Linked DNA regions of Hordeum vulgare: region 1 is linked to region 2. The links are chromatin contacts, called in public Hi-C maps. All regions are on one chromosome and are shown on one strand. Each heading gives the region's core, a stretch centred on a gene start, on an enhancer-like site or on the middle of the called end of the contact. The rest is flanking DNA. Distances are from core to core; before and after follow the strand shown. Region 1 has its middle 340 kb from the start of LOC123429973. Region 2 holds the start of LOC123425956.

The links. Hi-C and Micro-C count contacts between places; a contact is called where the count stands out from the background.
Region 1: a contact with region 2 is called in a Hi-C map of leaf, with 4 times the contacts expected there. The contact joins the enhancer-like site here to the promoter of LOC123425956 in region 2. A contact is called at or near these places in 3 of 6 Hi-C or Micro-C datasets (leaf and seedling) and 1 of 1 datasets of contacts at active chromatin or transcription factors (embryo).

Annotation. Positions count from the first base shown.
Region 1 is chr2H:234,183,207-234,185,906 of MorexV3_pseudomolecules_assembly, reverse strand. No RefSeq gene overlaps it. Among protein-coding and RNA genes, the nearest start is that of LOC123429973, 340 kb to the left of the region's middle. Within about 2 kb of position 1,361, at least 2 of the 3 cell types and tissues checked have open chromatin away from gene starts, as enhancers often do. A contact at or near this core is called in leaf, where this site is marked.
Region 2 is chr2H:233,411,434-233,414,133 of MorexV3_pseudomolecules_assembly, reverse strand. LOC123425956 reads left to right here and starts at 1,274. Exons shown (of 8, transcript XM_045109733.1): 1 at 1,274-1,677. The coding sequence starts at 1,594.

The DNA.
Region 1 (2,700 bases), core at 112-2,611, 770 kb before region 2:
CCAAAGAATATTTATTTTCCGTAATAGTTGAGTTGTAAGTTCAGACACACCTGGGATATGTCTCTCCAACAAGTATGTAGTAACAGAGCAAATGATAGTAGTAACACTAAGAGTGATAGCAGCAATTTTGGCAACGATAGTAACAGTAGCAATTGAGTGGTAGGTGTGACACCGGCAACAATTGTAGTAACTTAGCAAGATTCACTATATGTAAAGCATAGTCACGTGATTCGGTGATATATAAAGATTTCGATGGGTTTAACCGTATAAGAGTTACACACTAGGGAAACACAGAACTAGCTCCAATTCATCAATATTATGTTGGCATGTATTTCGTATATATTCATACGTGCTTGCGATAAGAACTTGCATAACTTCTTTTGTCCTGCCCTCCCATGGCAGTGGGATCCTATTGGAAAATAAGGTATATTAAGGTCCCCTTTCAATAGAGAACCGGAACAAAGCATTAACACAAGGTGAATACATGAACTCCTCAAACTACGACAATCCCCTAAAAGAATCCCAATTATTGTCGCCTTGAGGTATGCGGATGAAGACGCGTACTACGTAACTACCACTTTGTAACAGCCCAAGTGCAAGCCTTGCCACCTTTGTAATTTATACCATGTATGACCTTCCATGATGTTCCCTCATGTGTTGGGTTTAATAAAAGTTGCTTCATATCATTCATTTTCATCATGGCATCATGTCATCACTCCATAATTATTTGTTTGCATCATATGCTTGTTGTGCTATATTGTGTGTGAGTGTGTGATGTGGAAGCTTGTGTGCTTGGTAGCAAGAGCATTGTCTTGTGTGAAACCTCTCTCAGTTCTTTCAAAAGAACTATGCCTCAAACCCTTTTAATAGCAAAGCCAGATATGTGGTGATTTTACTTGCCCTTTTCCATGCAGAAAAATGTTCCATATCTACCTAATAATCTGTAAGGTATTTTAAAAAAGCTCTTGGCCATGTGTTGTTAGTTTTCCTTTTCTGTCTTTTCCTAAAACAACATTAGTGGTAAATAATAGGTGGGTTAATTATTTTCTCTAGAAATGCCCAAACTATTCTTATTAAATGGTACATAATTTTGGATGTTCAAACCAAATTTTATGTTTCTCTAATTCTTCTCCAATTATGCTCGAAATTTTAATTGGTTTGCTGTTTTATTAAAAGAGAAAAACTTGTTTTCGTGGTGAGAGAGAGAACTGTCTACCTGGGCCATCTTCCTCCCGCGGCGATCGAGCTAGCAGTGAAGCACAGCCCAACCAGCCTCTCGCATTCGCGTACGTCTTCAACCGTACGACAGCGCATCCAGAGGAGCCACGTCGGCACCCTCGTCGATTTGACGGCCGCAGATCGCCCTAGAGCCCTATAAAATGCGTCTGGTAGCTAGACCTAACCCTCCTCTCTCCATTCCTTCCTCCTCCGCCTTGTGCCGCCGCTCAGTTAAGTTACCCAAGCAAAGCTGTCGCCGTGCTCGCCATGCTCCGGTCGAGCGCGAGCTCGAGCTTAGGGTAACCTCCTCATTGCGTGTCGAGAGCACCAGTGCTGCGAGAAGGGATTCCTCGTTGCACCTCTTCTTCCTCGATGTCCGGGACTGCTCCAAGTGCAGATCAATGTCCCCCGAGCTTCTTCCTCCTCTACTTCACGAACCCGAAGATCCGTCGCGTCCTTTCGTCCCTCACGTCCCTCGCGTCACCCCAAAGCCCTCTCTGCCACCCCTCCTTATCCAGCCAGCCCTAGGTGAGCCGAGCCTCTCTTTTGACCTTCATCGCCCGCTATTTCGTCCCGATTGCATCATAGTGTTCATGTCAACTTTGCGCTCCCAGTGCTCTGGTAAAGGACACATTTTTTATGTGTGTGTTGTTGTGCGTCTCGTGCCCGTGCTCCCGTCTGCGCGTGTGTTGCTGCTGCACACCTCGCGCACGCATCGCACGCCTTGCCTCGCCTCGCCACGTTCTATTCGCGTGCCTGCTTCGCCTTGCTGCGCCATGGCCTGAGCCGAGCTCCTGCTCGAGCTCAAGACCTCCTCTGCCCGCTGCGCTGCCGGTCCCTAACCCCGAGAATGGACATGTCCGCCGTTTCTGCAGCCCCACTGGCATTCACCTTCTTCTATGGTCGTCGGAGTGGCCGCCGGCGACGTCGTTGACTTCTCTAGCGAAGGTAGAAGAAGCTAGCCCGCGCGGTTAGTTTATGTTAGCCCGTGCCCCTCTTAGACCAGATCCCTCTGTAGCCTAGTTAGTCGCCATCCCTCGCGCTCACAGGTACCAGCCGGGTACAAATCCCTCCGGGCGCCCTTTTTCCAATTAATCCATATCTTATTACAGTGGGCTCAGGGCCAACATGTCACCCCCTCTAGGTCTTGGTGTCTATGCCAGGTGGGCCCTTCTCTTTTAATATTTGTTTTGGTAATTTAATTCTCTCTTCTGAGTTTTGCCATTTTAGGAAGTGTCTAAATTCGGCCATGTCCAGATCTGGAAGTTGCCATTTAGGGATATGCCCCATCTCGCATATACTAAGATATAAGTGACTATTGCAATTTTTGAATGCCAATTATGTGTGTTTTCTCCACAGTAACATATCAGTGTGATATATGACTTTGGGGTAGAAAAATCCAGGGAATCCATTAATGGCATTAATTTTATCATTTGTGCAACTTTGCGATAAAGTAATTTTGAGATAAGATGCCATTTGGTG
Region 2 (2,700 bases), core at 25-2,524:
GCGTCCATGACGAGTGAGGAATGCTGGTGCAGGAGGGGTGGCCTGGGGTCGTCGCAGGCGAGCTCGAGCTCGCGTGGCCGGTAATGCCCACAACGTGTTTGTTGTAACGACATGCACGATAAAAAAAGAAAGAAAAAAAACAATCTACTGGGAAGACGGCTGGACAAATTCAAACCTCCATACCAAATATTTTGCCGGGCCAACGAGGCTGAAAAAATGCCTCCCGGCGACGCAACGGCTGGAGATTCTCTGAGGAGAGGAGAGGAGGGGTCGAAGTCGAAGTCGGAAGGCACGCGCAGCCTGTCTGCAATTGCAAAGCAAGCACATTCTGCGCGAAAGGAACGTGTAGCGCGACGCATGCACCACCTAACCAAAACCAAACCAACACCAGCACCGCCGCGGGCGGAGCAGGGACGATGACTCGGGCGCACGTCACATGGCACATGTCAAGATCGATCCAGAGGCAACCACCCGGCCCGAAACGGGAAAGGCCAGATTTCGCCGTGCAATCGCGCCGAAACCTCGCTCGCGCTAACGCCGTGACGGCACCTCCCCCCCTCCCGGGTCCTCCGCCTAAGTATAGGATAGCGAGCAGCAAACGCTCCCTCTCTCTCCCTCTCCCCACCATTCTGCTCTGCTCTGTGGCTCTCTGGCTATCTGCTCCCATGCGCAACGGCTCATTCCAATCTCCTTGCCGCCCGGCCGCAGAAAATAGCATAGCGAAACCGCAATCGCAGGATCGCAGGAACCGTGGAGGCGGGAGCTTCTCTTCTTCTTCTCTCCTTATATTTGCCACCGCACACGCGTCCTCCCGCCACCACTGCCCATTCTTAGCTTGCCCCGACCCTTCTCCCCATGGCCTCTTCCCTGGCCGCCATGCCCAGCGACTCCGCACCATGGAGGGACACCTCCACCTCCACCTCCACCTCCAGGCACAGGCGCTTCTTCAACGTCAACGTCCTCATACCGCCGCCGCGCCACTCCTTCTCCGACGCCGCCGCGCCCGCCGAGCCCACGCCCAGGCGCAGGCGGGTTATATTGGAGCGCTGGGCCGCCGCTGCCGCCGCAGCAACGGCCTCCGAGCCGCCGCCCCCCGTCGATGCGCGCCGCCGCGACAGGGAGGCCGAGCTGTCCGCGCTCGCCTCGGCCACGCGCCCCGTCGCCGCACGCGCCGCCGTCTTCCGCGCGCCCTCGCCGGCGCCGTCCGACGCCTCCTCCACGGCCACCGCCGGCCCGGAGCTGCCGCCGTCAGGCCCGCGGGCGTCGTCGCTCATCCAGCGCTGGCGCGAGATCGAGGCCGTGGGGCCCGTCACGCCCCGCGCCTCCGGCGACGTCACCTCTGAATCCGATGGCTCGCCACGCGGCCGCGTTGGGTGCATCGTCAAGAAGCTCAGCGGGGCTGCCTCGCTGCCGGAGGAGGACCTGGACGCCGTCAACAACGAACTCGCGCTCTCACAGTCCGCGCCGCCGTCGCCGGGCCCGCTGCGCAATGCAGTCGAGTCGCTCGCCGTTCATATCAAGGGCACTCGCCCGCCCAAGCTGGTGGTCAGGACGGTACGCGGGCGGCGCGCGGTGGAGGAGCTTGTCGCTCGGATGGCCCATCGCCGCAGGCGAGAGCTCGCCGCGCTCGCGGAGCGACACGCCGTTACTCGGTTCGGCCATAAGGGCAGGATCCAGGTAATTTCGATTTTTCCATCAAAAAAGCTCACGTTGCATAATGCATTATACTAGCATTAGACAAAATTACCTCTCTCTATCAACCATGAATTGAGGTTCTACTACTTTATATCCATTGATGATCAGTGACGCATTTTCTTATTGTTTTGGAAACATTATTTAAGACGACCCAAGAAGTGTGAGTTGTTGGTTTTAGACCCGCAAGGATGGGCCCGGAGAACTGTTTGGTAGATCGGTTTCCCAACTGGCATTGCTGATCAATGGCATGTGCAAACTCCATAATTATGCTTTATTCGGCTCCTTGCTTGGTATGCCACCGTAACCCAAAAATAGACGGAAATCATCTAAAAACTTGACAATTTTCATCTCATTTGTGACTCTGGTGAATAGTGGCAAAAGCTCAACCAAAAGATCCAATAATCTTGATCGGTGGAAACTCTAGTACCCTATAGCCGCTCATGGCCTTTGCAGATCTGTTTGTATGTCATTATGAATGAGAAAGGTTAACATACGTGGTGGTACTTTCAATGGCAGTAATATGCAACTAATTTGCTGGTGACAGTGGAGCAACGTTCAGTACAGTTTTTAGAACGGAGGCGCTTGCCGGCCTTAGAACGAAGCCCTTACGTTCAGTACAGTAGGATGGGAATTTCATTAAAAGACTGATTGAGGTTAGGGCTTGGTTCCCTAAAAAAGGGGGTTGTAGCTTGCACCCCTCAAAAGAAAAAAGAAAAAAAAAGGTTCTGGCTTCTCATATCTGATGGATGAGATGTCACAAGTGAATATCATTTCTGGTTCCAGAATCTGAAATCTTGTGGAGATTGTGAGTGCTGCATAGTTGTGGCCAAAAAGCCAAACAAACCATACCACATGACTTCACAGGTTACTTTCTATAACATGTACCTGGGACATAAATATGAGTAATGGCTGGGCGGTTTATTTGTGCAAAGTACACCGCAAACTTCAATTCTTCTTAATGGCATCACCTTTTAGGTTGTGTTATTATTTTTTCTGCCATACCTT